Linked DNA regions of Rattus norvegicus: region 1 is linked to region 2. A link is a contact called in public Hi-C data. All regions are on one chromosome and are shown on one strand. Each heading gives the region's core, a stretch centred on a gene start, on an enhancer-like site or on the middle of the called end of the contact. The rest is flanking DNA. Distances are from core to core; before and after follow the strand shown.

Region 1 (5,958 bases), core at 3,230-5,729, 110 kb before region 2:
GGAAGGCACAGTAGTCAAACAGACAAATAGACAGACAAATGAGCTGTTTCCTCAATTATAACTTGGTCCTGAAATGTTTTCAATTCAGTTCACAGGTTCGATTTGGTTTCAATCCGCATGCTGGTGCCCTCTGATTCCAACTGCAATTCAGTTATAAATTTATTTTAAAAATTGAGGCTGGGACTGGAGAGATGGCTCAGCGGTTAAGAGCACTTACTGCTCTTTCTGAGGCCCTGAGTTCAATTCCCAGCAACCACATGGTGGCTCACTCACAACCATCTGTAATGGGATCTGATGCCCTCTTCTGGTGTGTCTGAGGACAGCTACAGTGTACTCATGAATAAAATAAATCTTAAAAAAAAAAATTGAGGCCACACATAGGTATATTGGTAGGGGTCTGTAATCCCAGCACCAAGAGGCTGAGGCAGGAGGATCACTGACAAGTCCAAGTGGGTAGTGAGTTCCAGGCTACAGTGTGAGACTTTGTTTTTAAAAGGGGGGGGAAGGAGTGGGCGGGGCTCAGTATGCAGGCCTGGAAGGACTCTTTGAAGGTGAGAAACCCAAGATGTATCAAAACACTCAGTCCGGGTTGGGGGTTTGGCTCAGTGGTAGAGCGCTTGCCTAGAAAGCGCAACGCCCTGGGTTCGGTCCCCAGCTCCAGGAAAAAAAAAACAAAAAACAAAAACACTCAGTCATCAAATAAAATAATATAAAATAATATTTTTAAAGGTGTAATTATTTATTTATTTTATGTACGTGCGTACACTGTAGCTGTCTTCAGACACACCAGAAGAGGGCATCAGATCCCATCACAGATGGTTGTGAGCCACCATGTGGTTGGTGGGAATTGAACTCAGGACCTCTGGGAGAGCAGTCAGTGTTCTTAACCTGCTGAGCCATCTCTCCAGCAATAAAATAATATTTGAGTGCGGTACTTTTTTTTTTTTTCTAAATTTGGTGTAGCTTTTTGTTTTATTTTGTTTGAGATAGGATTTGACTCGGTAGCCCATGCTAGCCCACGCTAGTCCCCAACTAGGGGCAATGGTCCTGTCTCCGCCTCCCAAATGTTAAGATTTCAGGCATGGACCATCACTTCTATCTAGAAAGTCTTTTGTTAGATATGTGGTTAACAAAATGTCGTCTAAGAGGGGGCTGGGGATTTAGCTCAGTGGTAGAGCGCTTACCTAGGAAGCGCAAGGCCCTGGGTTCAGTCCCCAGCTCCGAAAGAAAAAGAACCAAAAAAAAAAAAAAAAAAAAAAATGTCCTCTAAGAGTCTGAAAACGCATACAGGTTAGAAGGCCCCAGGCAGCTGGGCCACAACCTCGTCCCCCATAGGCCCTTTTGACCTGGGGATTCTGGGGGCTGTTGCTATTGCTGTTGCTGTTGTTTTCACACATCTCGGGAGTTTGCTAACTGCACTTGCTTTAGGCACTCAGTTCTAAACCTCTGAGTGAAATCCTTCAGACTGTGAAGGAATTACCATGCGACCTCTGAGAAGACGGCAAACAAGCTGAGGGCAGAAGCCGGACTATTCTGTCATAACTCCTCTTAAAGTCTCTCTAGTTTGGGGTTGGTTTTGTCTTTGTTTTTCAACAGGGTCCTGGTGGGTAGTTCTGGCTGGTCTAGAACTCACTATATAGACCAGACTGACCTCAAACTTGAAGTGACTCTCCTGCCTCAGCCTTCTGAGAACTGGGATTCCAGTGTGAGCCCCCTGTGTCTCATACTTTCTTATTTAAAACAAGACTAGAAAAGAACACGAATTAGCAATGTCACGTGTGATAAGCAGAGGTCTTCGAGTGTTCTATAGTGCAAAGCACTGAGCTATATTACCCATGAAGATCTGACCTTTGCTTCCTCTGGGTCAGACCTCCTAAAAGGTTACTAACAACATCAGTGGGATGTAACTAATGAGCGCCTGTTAGTGCAGGCCAGATTTAAATAACTGTGACAAAGAAAACAACCATGTCTTCTAGGAGTATACAATGTACCAGGTGCAGATGGCGGTGTTCAAAAATATCCAGAGGTTTTCAGTGACTCGTGTTGTTGTTTGATTTCCGGCCCCTTTCTTCTGGTGGCAGCCCGATTTCCTTTCCTCTCTGTCCTGGACCACTCACTCACTCCTCAGGGTGCTGGGGGCCTTAGTGTAACAGTTCCTATGACTTCTCGATCTGGACCCCCTGGAGGTCCAGCATCCTCCTGGTGCAGCTCATGGAATCTGATGAAGCACACATTCCTATGACTCAGATTTTTAGCTTGATTTTCAGGTTTATTTGACTTTCTGTTTTGAAGCAGGGGGGCTCACTACATAGGCCAGGCTGTCCTTGAACTAGCAGTCTTGCCTCAGCCTTCTAAGTACTGGAATTCCAGATTTGCCCGAGTGGCCTGGCTTGTAGTGTGGAACTTTAAACCTGCCCTGCCTGCTGAGCTTCTCCTTTGGTCTCCATTAAACTACTTTACAGCCTGCAAACAGGCTCTCCTGATTCCCTCTGAGCATAGGTGCTTTCCCTTGCTTGAGATCAAAACTTCCTCCTCTAGAAATTATAACCTGGTCGTTGTGAAGGAGAAAACAATTTGGGGACCGGACAGGTTTAAAGCCTCGGTCACCTGACCTCGGAAGTTAGTTCAAAGTGATTATTAGAAGAAGACGGAGGAGAGGAAATTTCCGAGCCAAACACTTGCTCAGCCAAAACTGGCATCTCCACTGAAGGGTCCTCTCCTGGAGCCACCGCACTGAGACCGAGGACAGACCATCTGCAGGGGCTGGGGTCTGCAGGGGCTGTCGATAAGGGTGACTGAGTCCCCACTGTGACCAACATCCCACTGAGGAATGAGCACAGGTGACCCAGGTGAGCACCAATTTGAATCCAAAGGCAGCTGGTCCAGGGGGCAGCACCTGTCACCCAGGAAGTCCAAGGGCCAACTCGGTCACGTGTCCCAAGGTCAAAATCAGGGCCTTTGCTATGCATATGTTGCTTGTTTCCTTCCCCTGAGTCTTAGTCGTGAACTAAAGGCCAACCACTGCCGAGCCCAGGACTATTTTCACTCACTGAGGAGACGATTTTTAAGAAGTTCCTTACGATGGGGAAATCTAAGGGTAAACTGAGGACAGAGATGCCAATCAATTTAGGCCCGTAACCTGACTTGGTTTCTTAATAAAGCCCAGCAGTCAAAGCCAAGGTTTTCCAGTATTACCCTGTGGGACGCTGACTCTGACACTCTACCCTCAGCTAACCTTGTGACTTCCCTCAGCTACTTGCAGTTCCCCAGCGATCCTAAATCATCGCCGACACCTGGCCTTTACAAAGTGCTGTGTGTGTGTGTTGGGGGGGGGGGGACGACAAAAACCTAGTAAGACATGGCTTCCTACTCTGCTGAGGGAGAGAGGGAGAGAAAGAGAAGAGGTGGGAAACTCTCTCAAAGCAGCATGATCAGCCAAAAAAAAAAAAGTCCCCCTTCTGGCAATGCTCAGATAGATAAGGGGAGGGACTTTGATGACAATACCAGCAAACCAGGTTAGCAACACACACATGTTCATGTACACACACACACACACACACACACACACACACACACACACACGAATGCATGCCAGCTACCAACTGATCAACAAGAGTCAACCTGATACAGTGAAGTTGCTTGAGAAACAAGACAGATATCAAGAAGTGATCAGATTACTGTCAACCATATTAGAGGAGGCCTAAGAACTATTTAGAAACACAGACAACTGCTTAAAACAAACAAAAGCCATCTTGAGCCTAGACAAGGAATCAAGGAGGGAGAGAGGAGGAGGGAGGGAAGAGAGTTGAACGAAAATTCTGGTATGGTGGGATTACATGTAATCTCAGCACGGGAGAGGCTGAAGCAGGAGGATTACTTGAATCTAAGAATCCAGAAGTTTCAGACCGACTTGGGCCACATAGCTTACATATACCAAGGCTCTGTTTAAAAAACAACATCAAAAACAAAAATAAAATAAGAAGGAAATGAAAGAAAGAAGCCTGGCATGGTGACTTCCCCCTGCAGTCTCTGGCTTTGGGAAGCTGAGGTAAGAGTGCTGTAACTTTGAGGTCAGTCTAGAATACACAGTGAATTCCAGGTCAGCCTGGGCTGCAGAGCGAGACTGTCTCTAAAGCAAACAAAAGAAGGAAATGTTTGAGTTACACCCCGTGAACTACTGAATCACATAGGAAGAAGAAACACACGGAATGAAAAAAAAAAAAAACCAGTTTTAATTCACTGGAGAAATCAACAGCTGTGCTACCCACTCCCTAGAGATGCTGGATAAATTGGTTCTTACAACGGGATGGGTTAGGGATGGGGTCACATCTCAGGGCTGGAAGAGCACTTTCCCAGCATGCACTGGGCTCAGTCGTCAACACCAAAAGGAAAACAAGCAATGTAATGCCCTGACCTTTAGTCATTACATTCATCTCAAACGGGGTTAGCCCTTTGGGCTCACCCACAGCTCTCTATGGAAAATCACTGTGGCCCTATCCCGGTGGTGGCTGGCGTCAGCGACTGAGCTCACTGGAGAGAGGTGTAGGGTGAGATCTGACTCGGGCTTTTTGCTCAGTCCTGTCTACACTAATACTTGGCTATGGGACAGACTAAATAAAAAGTCACTCGTGGTTTCTTCGGTTTTATCTTTTTCCTTTTTTTTGATATTCAAGGCAGTTTATTGGGAAGCTGATCTTGGGTGGGCGCTTTCACTGGCTACAAGGACTAAGACTCGGGAAGTCACCTGGGGTAAATAGGGGGTGGAGGGAAGAAAGAAAGAAAGAAAGAAAGAAAGAAAGAAAGAAAGAAAGAAAGAAAGAAAGAAAGAAAGGCAAGAAAGGAAGGAAGGAAGAAAGGAAGAAAGGAAGAAAGAAAGGTGTAACTTCAGGGGTGGGGCAGACAGACAAATAGGAAGAGGAGGAGGAGCAGGAGAAAGAGAGAGGGAAACTTTATCTTTTTTCTCAGATAACGCCTTACAAACTCTGTGAAACATTCAGCCATCCCTCTGCCTCAGCCACTCTAGTGGGGAATTGCAGTGTGAGCCTGCTTCCCGTGACTTCTGTCTTTGCTTTTTTACTGGTAAAGTGGTGCCCACAGTGTGCTTGTCCCACAGAGAAATAAATCCTAGGAATGTAACCTCAGCTGAAGCACCCTGCAGACCGGACATTGGACATTCTGTCATGACCATGCGGCATCACCACTCTGTGCCGGGTTCTGGAGACAGGGGATGCTACATCCTGATTCCTGTCTTCAAGGAATCCACACTGAGGCACGGGAGACTGCCATTTAAATACCAGACAGGATCCCGTGAACAGTCCTAAGGTAACCGTGTAAGTGCCCACACCTCTTCAACCGGTCAGTCTCATTTTTTCTTTGGCTGGATACCCAGTGGTGAGTTGCATGAATTAGACGGAGGCTCTATTTTTAGTTTTCTAAAAGAACTCCCATATGTTTTTCATAATGGCATTAATTTACACTCCCCAAAACAGTAGGAAAGTGGGAGTGAGGGTTTTTTTCCTTAAGCTAAAATATGGTAGAAGAGGGGTTGCAGAGAAGGCTCAGTGGTGGACCTAGTTTGGCTCCCACACCCATGTCATGTGACTCACCTGTGTCTCTGACACCAGGGGATTTGATGCCCTCTTCCAGCTTCTACCTGCACACACACACGCACACGCACACGCGCACACACACACACACACACACACACCCCAAAATAAATCTTAATCTAGGAGGGCTGAGGAGACAGCTCAGTCAGAAAAATGCTTGCCTTGCATGAAGACTTTAGTTCAATCTCCTGAACCCACATAAACAGGCAGGTAGGTCACGGTGGCACACGTTTGTAACCCCGGTGCTGGAACACTCTGGGGTCACTGACTAGGGAGCCTTCCTTAATGAGTGGGCTCTACCTAGGCTAAGCGAGAGAGCCGCTCTCAAAGAGAAACAAACCCACTTAAGATT
Region 2 (5,941 bases), core at 159-2,658:
AAAACTGATTTTCCCCTCCATCAGGTATCAGTTGTTGCAAGCAGCTTCTTGGTTAGAAGTGGGACTTGGCGCTCACACACACACCCCACCCCACCCCCACCCCTGCTCAGTGCTTGGATTCAGTCTGGTTCTGGCTTATGCAGGTGTTGTTCAAGCTGTTTAAATCTCTGTACGTGCACGAGTGCATGGAGTCCTGTTGTGCCTGCAAGGCACTGTCTCCTTGGAGTCACCCACCACCCCTGGCTTCCTCCTTCCACCGTCCACCTCCTCTTCACTTAGATCCTTAAGCCTTGAGGGGAGGGATTCAATAAAGGGATTCATCCCGTTTAGGACTGAGTACTCCAAGTGGGTCTTGGTGCGGCTTCTCTGACGAGGGCTGAGTGATGCTCTTTGTACAGGTAAAGCAGTATCCATTTGAATATTAAGCAAGTTAATAATAAAGCAGGAGTCACTGTGTTGCTCTATTTCCTACCTATCTACCTACTACTCCCTTAGGAACTGCAGCCTATGCCAAGAGAAGAGCAACCCACCGGGCAGTCCCTGTCAAGAGATGCTGTGTGATCTTTTATGATCTCAGGGATCCAGCAAGGAGCACTGTTGAGAGATCGATCCTCCCAGAGGGAGCCATGTTAGCAATAATTGCGAGGCATATACTTTCCAGCTGTGGCCTCAGCAACAGAATGTGCGTTATGTGTTTAAGGGAACGACTCCAGGTCTGAAGTAAAAAGTCCTGGCTCATTACCCTGAAGTAGGTGTGCACATCGGTGCACAGCAGTGTGATCTAATTCTTCTCTCACAGGGCTTCTGCTGTGTGAGGATCGATTTAAATTTATCACAAAACCACTTTGAATATATGACGCTGTGATAAAGGGTCGCTGCTTTGTTAATATTTACTTGAAGGGATTCCATCCCCGGGGAATATCCAATTCAGCGGGGTGGGCGTGCATTGTGCTGCAGCGAGCTCCACAGAAAGAGATAGGAGGAAAAGGCTTGTTGATGCAGGCTGTAACTCACAACTTGAGACGCAAGAAGAGTTTGAGACAGCCTAAAGACTTCTAGTCTGGAAGCCTCTGCGCCCTCCTCACGACCCTCACCCTCTCCACCCCTGATTCTGCTAACGCTCCAGCAAGAGCCCTGGGCACCGAGCCTTCACCAGCCTCGGAGCTCCGGGCACCCCCACACCCCCGGCCTCGCTCGGCGCTGTGCGCAACCGGGCTCTTCTGGCATGGGATAGAGTGGAGTGAGACCAGGAGCACCGATGAGAGTAGGCGATCGCGGGTTGAGGAGGCCGGAGGCGGGTCGAGCGGGTCGGGAGGCGGGGCCGGGAAAGTTCGCGGCGGCCGCGGAGGGCTGGGCTGGCCGCCACCGAACCGTAAAAGGCTGGGGCGGGCGGGGTGGGTGTGGCCGTGCGGGGTGAGTTGAGCCGTGCACCGGGACTCTTATTCTCCCGCAGCCTCTCAGCCATGGGCGCCGTCTGGTCAGCCCTGCTGGTCGGCGGGGGTCTGGCCGGAGCGCTCATCCTGTGGCTGTTGCGGGGTGACTCTGGGGCCCCGGGGAAAGACGGGGGTGCGGAGCCGCTGAAAGACGCACCTCCAGGGGAGGCTGCGGCCCCGGGAGGCGGTCCGGGTGGTGGTGGCAGTGGCGGCCTGAGCCCTGAACCTTCCGATCGGGAGCTGGTCTCCAAAGCAGGTACTCTTCCTCCTCTCGAGCCAGTTGTTTTCACGTTCCCCGGGGAAGGGGAAATGAAAGGCACCTGGAGCTGTGCGGGTGGGTTCTGGTGGACCAGCTTCCCCGACCCCGAACTGAACCCTCTTCAGTCCTCATCGCGTTCCGGGGCTGTCCTGTCCTGGAGTAGCCAGGCGGGTCCTCCGGAGGCCGCGCCCAACTCCTGCGGCCTCAGCGAGCACGGTCCTCCGCCTGGCCGCGCTTGGCGCAGTGCACACGAGGCTGGCTTGAGGGGCATCTCACAACAATTTCAGTTTCTGATAGAGCAGGGAGGGACACCCTCTGAGTTCCAGTCCTGACATACCACACCCCTCTTTAGATCTGGGGCTCATGAGCGTTGAGCACTCACGTCTACATCTGGACAGTCCTTCTTAGACTTGGGTCACGAAGGCCACTGTAGCTAGTAAGGCTGTGCGCTGGCCGCGTGAACACTTAAAACAGCCCAGGGTGGTGGCCTACGAGGGAATCCAACTCATGAGAATTGTCACCTAAGTTTAAACCGTCATTTTGGAGATCCTGCAGCAGGCAATCAGTGCGCACTGGCATAAACCCTTAGCTCCTGTGCCCTTTGCCAGCTGCCTGGCAGAACTTATTTTTAGTGGTCATTTGTAGCTACTCCGTGAAAAACCTTTCCTACTGCTCATCTGTTTTCTTCAGAAAATTGGGAATTCAGAGTAATAGTTGTTGACACCTCACTTCAAAGCTCACCCTTAAAAAGAGGCAAAAATGTAGCAAGAGTTCTCCCAACCCCTTGCTGATTTATGGTTTTAGGGTGTTTGGGCTTGTAGGAGAGGTAGCCAGGAAGGAAGCAGGTTTTTAGAGGACTTGGATGTATGCTTTTAAGAACAGTTGTCATAACTGTGTGTACTTATAAAGGGGAGAAAAATCTCGTGCTTGTTGAATGAAGACTTTCTTTTTCCCTTAACACCCCTTCCCCCCCAATTCTGCTCAGTATTCCTCACAGACTGCTCTGTTGCTATGCCCTCCTGTTAGCTGGAGCTGGCCCCCACGTCTTACATTCACTTTGAGGGAGTTCAGATGTCCTCTCTGGTGCAAGGGAGCCATGTAATCCCTTGTTCCACAGAAGCCATCGGCATGTTTGGCTGGGCCTTGTGCTAAGTTCCTGCCCTAACCCTTGGACAGCATTTTTTTTTTTTAAATGACAGAGCCAAGTGGTTTAACTCTGGATACCTGCCAGCATGGTCTGGACTGTGGGAGACTTTGCAACTTGCCATTTCATTCTCTCTCATGGTGTTCACTGGGACTCCTGAGTTTGATTTTGATCGTTGGCTCTACACGTGTGCTCTTAGAGCAGGAATGGGAATGTGCAAATAGGTACAAACAGGGCCTTGAACTGCACCTAGAAAGACAACAGCAACCAGTTTCCTGAAGTTTCCTTTGGAACCACCTAATGTTACTGCACTCTCCTTTCTTAGAGCATCTTCGAGAGAGCAATGGACATTTGATTTCTGAGAGCAAAGATCTTGGTAACCTGACGGAAGCACAGAGACTGCAGAATGTTGGCAATGCCAGAGAATATGTTCCTGTGGGAAAGGTCCCAGATACACACTCCAGAGCTAACTCTGAAACGTCAAGAAATCAAAGCCCAGAATCTCGTGTAGGCGAATGGAGACTCCCCAAAGGACACGAAACAGCTGTTAAAGTAGCGGGCAGTGTGGCTGAGAAGCTGCCCTCCAGCAGCCCGCTCATGGACAGAGCTGAAGCAGCCAGCCTTGCACAGTCGGCAGGCCACGAGGACTGGGAAGTGGTGTCTAGGCACTCGTCTTGGGGGAGTGTTGGTTTGGGTGGCAGTCTTGAGGCTTCTAGGTTAAGTCTAAATCAGGGAATGGACGAGAGCAGAAACAGTCTTGTGGGAGGGGGCTGGGAGGTAGATGGGAAGGTGGTGTCTGTGAAACCTCGGCAGGTCAGCATCCAGTTCAAGGTGCACTACAGCACAAGCACTGACGTGCAGTTCATTGCAGTAACTGGAGACCACGAGAGTCTCGGGGGATGGAACACATACATCCCACTCCACTACTGCAAGGATGGGCTCTGGTCTCATTCCGTCTTCCTGCCTGCGGACACAGTGGTAGAGTGGAAGTTTGTGTTGGTAGAGAATAAGGAAGTTACTCGCTGGGAAGAATGCAGCAATAGACGCCTACAGACTGGCCATGAGGATAAAGTGGTTCATGGGTGGTGGGGGATTCACTGACTCGGCTTTCAGAGCATCCAAGAGGCTGCAGCAGAACTCGGAAGAGGCTAAGGCTGTAGAGCACAGCGTAGTTTAAAGGCGGTGTTATTCTAATTGTAGCCATCACGGTTCCTTCAGATTTGCTAGTGTGGCTTTTGTCCAAAATGTAGGAAGATGTATGCATGCAGATAATGCTTCCTGTAGGCTGGCAGTTGTCCCTTGTTGTATCGACTGGCTTGTGCTGACACATCATGACTTGAGGGATCGAGCATCCTGGGTAGTTGCTTTGGCTATGCCTGAGGTGTGGACTACATATGGGCAAGGAGAAACTAACCAACTGCAAGGGTAAAAGGCAGCCCTTAGGAGCTCTTAGACTAGGAAGATTACAAACCTCATCATACACAGCTAAAGCAACACTGTTTACACTGATGATGGCATCATAGGGAACTGTGACCAGTAAGTGAAACTCCGAGGCTCCCCGTTAGTCTCTTTTTAACTGCTGAGGAGAGGTGGGACATAGCAGCTGTGTCTGTCTTAGTGGTTGGCAGCCCTGTTGAGAGTTGGGCATCCAAGAAGCAGAGCCTGAGGGATTGGGGTGTGAGATGCTGAGGCTTGAAGGGTATAGTTCTTTAGGAGCGAGAGTAGCAGGGCCAAGTCTGAGGCACCCCTCCCTTACCCACAGTGCCCCGGTCAGACGGTCTTTGCCCACTGCCCTGCCCCACTCGAGGTCTCAGCAAATGGACTGCCCCAGAGACCTTTTCCATCTGTTAACTCTTCACTCTCCTGACTAAATACCTATATAGGACCATGGTACAGAAGATTGTCTGTGCTCGGAGAAGAAATAGTTAAGCTTTAAGTTATGACTGAATAAATAAATCCCAAGTTTTACTATCTTTATTCAATGTCTCAGTTATTTGTCTCAATTTTAGCACTATAACCTAGATATAAAATAACTATTTTACATATAGAGAAAAGCAAGCCTCAAAAGTTATAGCAGATGCCATATGGGGAGTCTTTTCCTTCCCCTGGAGAAAGTTTTAAATTTTTTTTTTAATTTTTGGAGAAAGTCTTAAATATTTTTAAAAACTTTGCTTAGAAGGGGGTTTTTGAGGTGGAGTTTCTTGCAACATAGGCTTAGCCAAGGATGCCCTGAAACTGGTCCACCTGCCTACACTTTTCAATCCTGGAATTACGGGCATGTGCCGCCTTATCCAGTTCTATGCAAGCGCTCCCCAACTGAGCTACAGGCAAGCTTTGCTGTTTTCAAACAGGGGAGCCCAGACTGGCCTGGCACTCCCTAGATAGCTAAGGATAACCTTTCACAGCTGATTCTCCACCTTAAACGAGCAAACAAAGCTCGTTAGTCCAGATTCACTGAACGCAGCATCAGGACATCTGTTTGGAGGCTTTGGGCTCTCAGCAGTTTTGAGCCGAAACCCATGCGTTCTGCTTATGGATCTCGCAATGAGATCCACACAAGACACTGGCCATTAATTCACAAAGTTCAAGCATCCCTATGAAGTAAAACAATTTAAATAAGAGTCTCTAGAATTCTATTTATAGTTGCCTGATGAAATTTAAGTTAACCTTTCATTAAAGCCCATTGACTTAAAAAATGATGGGGCTGGAGAGATGGTTCAGTGGTGGTTAAGGGCACTGGCTGCTCTTCCAGAGGTCCTGAGTTCAATTAAAATTGTTTTGAAACAAACAAAGAAGCCATGCTATGTATATACACTTCTGTCATTTATAATTAAATGCAAATCTGTTTCAATGGTTGTTTGATAACTTTGTTGAGAGCAGCACAGGGCTCCCCTGAGAGAGCACGTACACCCTCCTCAGAGCCCCTGCTGGCTGCTTTGTCAGTCAGCGGTATCAGGTCTTCTGGGCAGCATCTTCCTTCCTTGTAGAGTCCTTCAGACCCCCTTCTGCCTGTGGTGCCACCTTGAGGGCCCTCCCCATCCATGGCATCCAGTCTGTGGGAGGAAAATAACTTGAGAAAACTCCACAGATTCAGTATTCACACTC

The links. Hi-C and Micro-C count contacts between places; a contact is called where the count stands out from the background.
Region 1: a Hi-C map of liver shows a contact between it and region 2, with 3 times the contacts expected there. The contact joins the enhancer-like site here to the promoter of Stbd1 in region 2. A contact is called at or near these places in 6 of 12 Hi-C or Micro-C datasets (the Rat2 cell line, kidney, liver and 2 more).

Annotation. Positions count from the first base shown.
Region 1 is chr14:15,871,117-15,877,074 of GRCr8, reverse strand. All of the region lies in intron 2 of Scarb2 (scavenger receptor class B, member 2), which reads right to left. Among named protein-coding and RNA genes, the nearest start is that of Nup54, 28 kb to the left of the region's middle. Within about 2 kb of position 4,479, at least 22 of the 93 cell types and tissues checked have an H3K27ac peak or open chromatin away from gene starts, as enhancers often do. A contact at or near this core is called in liver, where this site is marked.
Region 2 is chr14:15,753,641-15,759,581 of GRCr8, reverse strand. It overlaps Stbd1 (starch binding domain 1), which reads left to right and starts at 1,408. Exons shown (of 2, transcript NM_001013988.1): 1 at 1,408-1,689; 2 at 3,162-4,813. The coding sequence starts at 1,464. The coding sequence ends at 3,937.